Linked DNA regions of Mus musculus: all the other regions are linked to region 1. The links are chromatin contacts, called in public HiChIP or PLAC-seq and promoter capture Hi-C maps. All regions are on one chromosome and are shown on one strand. Each heading gives the region's core, a stretch centred on a gene start, on an enhancer-like site or on the middle of the called end of the contact. The rest is flanking DNA. Distances are from core to core; before and after follow the strand shown. Region 1 holds the start of Dock11 (dedicator of cytokinesis 11). Region 2 overlaps Dock11 (dedicator of cytokinesis 11). Region 3 has its middle 38 kb from the start of Dock11.

Region 1 (2,925 bases), core at 317-2,816:
CATGGGTTAATATTCACCAATTATGATTCATCAGTACCTAGAGCACTACCTTTCTTTCCTAAGCCCTGTGCCTCTGCCTTGTACCTGAAGCAGTGAATCTGGAGTTAGCAAGGGAAAACATGCTAGAGTATTCTGGAGGTCAACAACTAGGAGCCAGACACACAAATATTCACCATTCATTGAACACATAGCATGAATTTGTGCTGATCCACCTGCAGGTAACAGTTTCCACCCCGACCCCCAACACACACACACACACACACACACACACACACACACACACACAGAGTGAGGTCAACATGCAGGATAATGCCTGTCCCTTAGAGCCCTTCCATGTCCCAGGTCCTGGAGGAACCCTCCATCTGTGCCTTATCAGGATCAATGAGAAGGTGGCCAAATGGGCTTGCTGCTAGGAGACTTGGTCTTTTCTGGGTTCCTGGAGTCCATTCCCATGCTCTTGTTTCCATAACAAAGTCCTTGTGTAGGTGTGTGACTGTGTGCTCTTTGAAGGCCTGAGAAGTGTGGAAAGTGCCATTTGGGCACCGGTAGAAATCCTCAAAAAGGATTAGACCCCTGGTGATGGGCCATTTCAAACTTAAAACAAAACAAAAAAAAATGAAGTGGGGCCTTTCATTTCAGAATTAAGGCCTTGTTTGTGTCTAAGCATGCATGCTTTACACCTAGTCAGATGTTCTGGGGAAATTAAGGAAAGGGTGAGATGGTTGCAGAGCACAGGTAAAAGCTAGAGGATTGATAGGTCCTCCAAAAGCCTTCCCAGTGAGCACTAGGGCCACTCCTTCTGGAATCACTGCAGAACCACACAATTCATCAAAGGCTCTGGGGTCTCTCACCACCCAGCTATCCCTGCCTGGGTAAGACTCACTTCTAGAAGCCTGTCCCCTGGTTGCCCTATGAAGTGGATGCCTGGGTGGGGAAATGAAGGGGGTTGGGTACAGACCCAGACAAGTCTTTCCTGCAGCAAACCCGCTCTTCCTTCCTTTGACATAGGGCAGACCCAACCAGGCTGAGTACACAATAGGAGCATGCTGCTTCCATGTTGTTTCCCAGCCTCTAGCCGCCTGGGACCCAGGGGCTTGCAGGTTGGGGGCAAGTGAGATTTTTCCCACCGCCTCACTGCTCCTGAAGTCTTAAGGGAGGCAGAGGTCTCTGGAGGCCCCAGCACACCCTAGTCTTGGAGACATTTCATCACCCACCTCTGACCCCCTCCCGCGCCATACACTCGGAAAAAGAAGCAGCCTCATCTCGCCTCCCGGATGCGGCTGCACCAGCAACATCAGCTGCGGGCGGAGCCCGGGTGCTTGCCACTTCCCCCTCTTCCCGCGTGACCCTCGCCCCCACCTCCAGCACTCCCTCCCCCTCCAGGAGACACACCCTCCTTCTTAGGCCACTCAGGTCGGGGCCCTTGGTGAGAGGGAGCAGCCGCCGCCGCCCGGCAGGACCCAGAGCCTGCAAAAGCTAGAGCAAAAAGGAGGGAAAGAGGGAGGAGCGGCGCGCGGGAGGAGGAGCCGCGGGAGCTGGGCGCGGGGCGGCGAGCTGAGATGTGGCCGGCCCGTCGGCGTGTAAACACAGGCAGCAGCAGCAGCAGCGGCCGCCCGGGCCCGGGGCACTGAGCGCTCCCGCCGAGACCTGCCCGCCACCTCTGCCATGGCCGAAGTGCGCAAATTCACCAAGCGGCTGAGCAAGCCAGGCACGGCAGCCGAGCTCCGCCAGAGCGTGTCGGAGGCCGTGCGGGGCTCCGTGGTGCTGGTGAGTGGTCGAGCGACGGGGAGTCCCGGGGGGGGGGGGGTTCGCTCACACCGGGAGCAGCGCGGTGGCTTCCCGCGCGCGCGCTGGAGACCACGGGCAGGATGGGCGCAGCTGCGGTCGAGCGCTAGGAGCTCTCTTTTTCCTCTGTTCTACTTAAGTTTTCGCTCTGGCAACCGGCTGCCTGGGGGTGGGAGTCTCAGGCGCCACGGGACAGCGCTCTGGCTACCCCACCAGCTTGCGCTGGGCTGGAAGCTGAATGGCACAGCGGGTTTCACAGAGCTGCGGCCGGAGAGTGGGTCTCCACCCCAGCGGGGGCGGCTGAAAGCTTCAGATCGCACCTCCCGCTCCCCCGGACCCCCGCACAAAGAGCTGGAGATTAGGGCACGAGGAGATCCGGATCCCTTTAAGAGGGCACCTGGGGCAGCCTAGGCGGAAGGATGCGATGAGCACAGATATACTTGAGTGCGGATACACATCGGGTACACGCGCGCACACACACACACTCACTTACACACACAAAAAACCCCACCCAAAAGCCCAGGGCGCCCAAGCTCTGGCGGGCGATGTGGACAGAGGAAGCATAGCGACTTCCTCCTGCTACTGGGGAGAGGGAGGGTGGTGATGGGTGTTGAGGGGTACTGCCAACTAAGACAGAGGGAGAGGATTGGAAACAACGGGGGTGGGTCTGCGCCTGAGTGGGTTTTGAGTCTGTATCCTCTGGGAGAGGATGGTTCTTAAGACTTGTGAGCGATTGGAGGCAAGAGGATGTGGGAAGGACTGGATGTTGCTGTGTAAGGATGAAGACCCTAGAACCAGACGCCTACGTAGACTATTGGGGATGTCTTGGCGGCGGGTAGAGCTGGGGGATGGGGATTGGAGAGTGTTCTGACACCCCCCTCGGGGAACCACCCCTCCCCCGCACGCCAGCGCACCCTCATCAGTCCTGTTCAGATGGTCTAAATCTGGAGGGAAGCCTTGGATGGTAAGGGGCACTTGCTCCTTTGCTTTTAAAGGCTCCCATTGCCAATTTTTTGGACTAGGGACCAAACCTTAAATAAGCAGTGGGACTAAATCATTAGCGTGCTTTTTTGTTACTTTGTTTTGCAGGAGATTTGCTGGCTTTTGTCTCTTTCCACTCCTATATTATTTCATGTCATT
Region 2 (2,925 bases), core at 314-2,813, 42 kb after region 1:
GCCATAAATATGAGCAAAACATCTGTCCGTGTCATTCTCTTGATAAAAACAACAGCAGCAGCAGCAGCAAAACAAACAAACAAAAATTAAAAAAAAAAACAACCAATCAAATAGAAAACTGTTTGCCGACTCCCCACTTCTACATGAGGAACTAGTCCCAGATTATGTTCTTGATGAATGTGGCTCTCCATAAGCAGACCTCTCTAGCTCATCTCATCCATCTTCCCCTTTGCCGAACATTAGCAGACTCACAAACACAGCACTCTAAGCTCTCTGTACTCAATGTCATTCTGTTTACTGCTTTCCCCATGCTACCTGTATTCACCTTGCCTGCTCTGGGATGATGATCTCCCATCATCCAGGGATCAGCTCAACTGCTTCTTTTCTCCCTCACCAGCAGAATGAATCTCTCCCTTACTACTCTCTGTATATCTCGATCTGTTGAGGAGCCCTACCTTCCAATCATAACATGGCCCTTGCTGTATTAAAATCTGAACAGCTGGGATTACTGCCATGACACTGTCAGGAGCTAATGTTCCCTTGCTGAGCGGAAGGAGGGCTCCTGTGGCTGTACAGGAGAGGCTCCCAAGGCCCTGCTTTCTGTCTCCAGGGTATATATAACTAGTTAAACATTGCCAGGAACTGGGCTTTTTCACCCACCTTCCTGTAGGTAACTCAAACTGATTTCATTTGATTCACCAAGCTTGAATTTAGTGGTATCCGTTTTCTGTTCTGTTATTGGTGTCCTACTTGAAATAAATACATATTTATCTCCACCCAGGAAACGTTAACATGCTACCATCACAGCCCTTGCCATGCTCTCTGTGTGAAAGCATGGCTGTCTGCCCCTCTAGTTCATGAGGTCACTAAGAGCCCCGGATCTGCGTCTTGTCCATCTTTCAGCACTTTGTAGCTCACTGCCTGGCCCATGGCTGATGCTCGGTTAGTACATGTGACCGTTTTGTTTTATCAGTGCCCTAGAAGAATTCTCAGGGGATGACTGACCAGGGAGCCTCACTTTTGTAACAGGTTGGTCAACAAAATTTTAAATGAGGTGTAGGATCTCCTCAGACATTAAAATCTAACTGTGCTAATGAGCAACTGGGTTTCTGTACAGGGAACCTATCTCTTAGGAGACCCTGGGTTTTTCCCTTTCTGTATGTACAAGGAAGTGAAACTGGGTACGTGATTTTTTTTTTTTTTTTTTTACTTTTCTTTTTTAAGTTTTGTTAATCTTGGCATACATAGTAATTGGGCTTCATCACCCCACAGTATACTTTAGGTATTTAAAAAATGATTCATAGGTCCTGACTCATAATATTCCAAGTCTCCTTTCTCTGTGTGTTGGTTTAGCTTTGCTATCTCGACACAAGCAAGAGTCATCCGAGAAGAGGGGCCCTCAGTTGAGAACTGTTCCTATCAAGATGGCTTGTAAGAAAGCCTGTGGAGCATTTTCTTGATTAATAATTGATCTAGAAGGGCTTGGCCCATTGTGGGTGGGGCCACCCCAGGGGAAGTGGCCTTGGGGTGTATGAGAAAGCAAGCTGAATGGGCCATGTGGGAAGCAAGTCACTAAGCAGCGTTCCTCCATGGTCCTGCTTCAGTTTCTGTCTTGACTTCTCCATGATGGGCTATAAGCTGTAAGATGAATCAAACCAAACATATTAGTAGGGAAGTACTTAATTTAGGCTAAAACAGTGTGGGTATGATAATAAATCTGCCCAGGGTGTGTACAGGTCAATAAGTTATCGAAATGCAGGGCCAAACGGAGGCAGGTGTGCATTTTGAGTTATAGTAGGAGAGATAGGATTAACATCGACTGGGTCACTGTGTCCTGTAATAGTAAGAAATAGAGAAGTTCCCAAATTTTTACAGATGTAAACTTTGCCTTTATTTCTCTAAGAAGCTTTTACTGTGTACTATCCCATCTAGTGGTACAGACTTCTAGTAGTGGGAGGGGTTCACAAAAAGGAAGAAGGAGGAAAATAAGATCCAAGATGACCAATTATGGGAAAGACTAAAAGATTTGCTACAAGATGCCGTTTTCTCCTTTTCAAGATTCATTTTCAAACTGGGACCTTTCAGCTTTCTTTACTCGTTGTCAGGGCCAAATTAATGAAGTGGACAGATCTCTGGTGCAATCTCATGTAGGAAATGACATGTGGCTGCATGCTCTAAAGGGTTCAGATGATGTTCAGGTGTTCACTATTTCACTGACAGTAAATCTATGGAACATTTGTACATTTGGATTTTTTTTTTCTACTGAAGAATGCAATGTATGCCATGACTCTCTTTAAAAGTAAGGGGAAGGTCAGGGGGAATTCTATTTTATTGTTTTGGGGTTTGCTTTGTTTTTTCAGACAGGGTTTCTCTGTGTAGCCCCAGCTGTTCTGGAACTCTGTATGCCACACTGGACTCCAAATCACAGAGGTCCACCTGTCTCTGTCTCCCAAGTGCTAGGATCAAGGGTGTGTACCACCAGCACATGGCTAGTGAGAACATTTTTTTAAGGTCAAAACTATCCTTGAACTCCAGGGCTTACATAGTTCTGTCTCAGTTTCCCAACTAGTCAGGACTGTTAGAGATGGCTCCCTGCTCCTAGTAACTCCGTGGTGATCACAGACATCCAGGCAGGTTAAAATTAGTTGATAAGCACTGAATAGGTTGTTTGTCACAGTTGGGTATGCCTTGAGAGCTTGTATTTTGATTTTTCCGGAAAGTTGTTATGTCTTGCCAAGGTGCATTTTTCTCCTATCAACAATGGTGTTAAATCAAAATAGTATTATTCATATTGACATCCTCTCCGTTCCCTCAGACCCTTCTGTTCATTTCCCCGTGTTCCTGTCTTGCTTTTGAGTCATTTAAAAGTTATTAGCACAAAGTGAATACCAAGTCAGGAAGAATTGAATCCAAATCAGTTCTTGC
Region 3 (2,925 bases), core at 189-2,688, 38 kb before region 1:
ACATTAAAATTTTAAGATTGCATAATAATCCTACTCTGTAAGAATCAATATTTATGCCGGGCGTGGTGGCACACGCCTTTAATCCCAGCACTCAAGAGGCAGAGGCAGGTGGATTTCTGAGTTCGAGACCAGCGTGGTCTACAAAGTGAGTTCCAGGACAGCCAGGGCTATACAGAGAAACCCTGTCTTGAAAAAAACAAAAACAAAACAAAACAAAAAAAAAGAGAGAGAGAAAAAGAAAAAGAAAAAAAGAAATAATATTTATTATTCTAATTACATAGTAAACAGTAAGTAGTGACAGTAAGGAATGAGCACAAATGTCATCTGACCAAATAATTTAAATAACCTCACCAATAAGGAACAGACAACTTGTCTTTCAGTTTGGAAACCTGAGACAGACCTAACATCATTTGTTTAATACATTAAGTAGCCACGTATGATGGTGCATGCCTGTAATCCCAACACCTGAGAAGTTGAGACAGGAGGATCACAAGTTTGAGTCTGTGTCTCAAGAAATCCCATAATATAAAATGCTGGAATGTAGCCAATGGCAGAGCACATGAATACTGTCAACTCACCTAAATCTAATTATCATGAGATGTTAAAAAAAAAAAGATCTGAAGCAAAGAACATTCTATTGGAAAAGAAGAGGGGGTGGGAAGTGTATTAATCAAAAATGTAAATGTCATAAAAGACAAAATCTGCAGAAATAAGTGCAGATTAAAGAAGATTAAAGCAACATAACAATTACAGGCCTCCCTCATCCTAGACTGGATCCTGTAAAGGATGAGTTAGGGAATGATATTAAAGACACTGATTGAGCAACTTGACAATTTGGGATATGGAGATTCGATTGGATTAAATCATTATATCAACGTTTAGTTGAAGTTGATCGTTACTGTGGTTTTGTATAAGAACATCCTTCTTGAAAAATATTCAGTAAGGCATTGAGGGCTCATAAATAATAGAAAATGAAGTGGTTCAGAAAAATATGGATATCTATAAAGGCTGAGAAAGAACACACAGGGATGGATGAGTTGTGATAACAACATGTGGGTCTTGTCAAAGGATGTATGGTGCATTCTGTAATATTCTTGAAGTTTCTGGGTTCATTTGACTTTGTGAGTGACAAGGTCTCACAAGTTAGCCCAGGTTGGCTCTGACCCCTTAGATTCTCGTTTTGTTTCTCTAAGAGTGCTACCTCCACCCCTCTGTCCTTAAGTCCAGTGTTTTGCAGTTCTATAAGGAATTCCCTGAAATAATTTTGTAGAGCAGGGGTCAATGTGGAAGTTAGGAAAAAATATTACAAAAGGGCCAAAGCTTGTTCGAGAGATTCTGAAAGGAGAACCTACAAGCCGGAGTTTAGGTCTAACTCTGTGATCACAGACTGTATCTGGAGAGCCTCGCTGCAAAGGAGCTTGATGCCAACACTCAACTTCTGCCATCACTAAGTCAAGTAGAAACATGTTGTCCAGTATTTCACAAAAACCCCAGGACACCAACCAAGTAGGCAAAAGCGAAAAATCATTATACAAGTTTTGACAGGGAAAAAGAAAGCATTGCTGCTCGTTTCCTTGGTTACACTGAATGAATCTTAGGTTGATAAATAAAATGGCCCCCATTCTCAGCCAGCCTCTCAGGGACAGGGGTTACAATGAAGAAGCTGATTGTTCCGATCCTGGAAGAAAATGAATGGCTGCTTATGAATTCCCACAGAAGTATCCTCAAAACAGATGTACAAGTACTGCTGCAAGCACAGTTTGATTTATTTATTTGGAGTTTCAGGCTTTATTTACAAAATCTATGCAATGTTTGCTTTCTGTTCCATAGTATAACCAGGTTTTGGTGGGATTTTGTTGGTTTGTATTTGTGATGCTGAAGATTAAACCCAGAGCATGACTTGTATTATAGACACGTATTCTATCATTGAGCTACACCCCCCAACTTCCAAGTTTATTATAAAAATACTATTTAAAATTAATTGCTGTCAAAAAACCCAAAATGACAAAAAAAAATTAATTGCTGTCTCTAATAAAACCAACAGTACTGAAGGATGTCTCTCCCTCCTATACTGTCCAGCCCTATGCTGGAGTCATTTATTTTAATTGGTAAAGCATGCTTTATTTAAAATCATGTTCATGATATCAACCAGATTAATGGATTTATATTTTATGGGTACACCGTATCTAAGAGGGATTCCCAAAAGAGAAACCACAAATGAATTGAAGGGCCCTTTAGCAAGTGGAAAGCAAACACTCATAGTCAATAAGAGTCTTGGAGTACTCCTTCTAAAAGTCTTTTCCTTCTATGTTTATTCATTTGTCTTATGCCACGGACCAAGTTCAGTCAGTCCCCCTCAATCCATGGGAATCAAGGTCTGGGACAGATGGGCATAGAATCGGTGAGAATTGACAGACAGACACAGACAGGAGAGAGTGTGTTGGATCTGAATGTAATTTCACAAAGCAAACACCAGTCTTATATAATACAGAAAACAAAGGGGTAGGATGTCACAGCAGGCAAAGCACATTGAAGTTACCTGACACAAAACAAAGGAATAACTTCAAAAGGACTTACAGGAACCAGGTAATGTTTACAGTAAAGATAGAACAGCCCTGCTTAGGGTCAGCTAATGACAGGTAAGGATTTCACACCCTAGTCTCAATTTGTGCTACTCCTTTGAACCTTGTGAAAGCTAGCACCAGGGGTTCTGCTCTAGCAGACCTTATGATGAATAATGCAATACCACAACCCCCCTATTTCCTAGATCTTGGTAAATTCTTGCATATGAAGGTAACTTGACTGTTCTTTTAAGTATCTGTAGGGAGTGGATGTAGCAGTCTTATATGGGGCACACGTGCTCTGCTATGCATGCAAAAGGCAGAGGGAGAACTTTTAGAAGTCAGTACTTTGCTTCCACTACCT

What was found. Promoter capture Hi-C pulls out the DNA fragments that hold promoters and counts their contacts. HiChIP or PLAC-seq counts read pairs in DNA pulled down with a chosen protein or histone mark.
Region 2: a contact with region 1 is called in an H3K27ac HiChIP or PLAC-seq map of embryonic fibroblasts, with 13 read pairs. The contact joins the enhancer-like site here to the promoter of Dock11 in region 1. A contact is called at or near these places in 10 of 39 promoter capture datasets (the C10 cell line, the HPC-7 cell line, frontonasal cranial neural crest and 7 more), 42 of 484 Hi-C or Micro-C datasets (B cells, the C10 cell line, CD4 T cells and 30 more), 11 of 115 datasets of contacts at active chromatin or transcription factors (the 230-238 cell line, CD8 T cells, the HPC-7 cell line and 8 more) and 3 of 9 other capture datasets (adipose tissue, liver and pancreatic islet).
Region 3: a contact with region 1 is called in a promoter capture Hi-C map of 3T3-L1-derived adipocytes, with 2.3 times the contacts expected there. The contact joins the enhancer-like site here to the promoter of Dock11 in region 1. A contact is called at or near these places in 5 of 39 promoter capture datasets (the 3T3-L1 cell line, 3T3-L1-derived adipocytes, embryonic stem cells and 2 more), 6 of 484 Hi-C or Micro-C datasets (the HL-1 cell line, cerebral cortex, embryonic fibroblasts and 3 more) and 1 of 9 other capture datasets (liver).

What each region holds. Positions count from the first base shown.
Region 1 is chrX:35,887,266-35,890,190 of GRCm38.p6, forward strand. Dock11 (dedicator of cytokinesis 11) reads left to right here and starts at 1,567. Exons shown (of 53, transcript NM_001009947.3): 1 at 1,567-1,767. The coding sequence starts at 1,666.
Region 2 is chrX:35,929,693-35,932,617 of GRCm38.p6, forward strand. The region is part of intron 1 of Dock11 (dedicator of cytokinesis 11); the gene reads left to right. Among named protein-coding and RNA genes, the nearest start is that of Dock11, 42 kb to the left of the region's middle. Within about 2 kb of position 1,564, at least 69 of the 459 cell types and tissues checked have an H3K27ac peak or open chromatin away from gene starts, as enhancers often do. A contact at or near this core is called in B cells, CD8 T cells, the HL-1 cell line and 14 more, where this site is marked.
Region 3 is chrX:35,849,068-35,851,992 of GRCm38.p6, forward strand. No RefSeq gene overlaps it. Among named protein-coding and RNA genes, the nearest start is that of Dock11, 38 kb to the right of the region's middle. Within about 2 kb of position 1,439, at least 3 of the 459 cell types and tissues checked have an H3K27ac peak or open chromatin away from gene starts, as enhancers often do. A contact at or near this core is called in 3T3-L1-derived adipocytes, where this site is marked.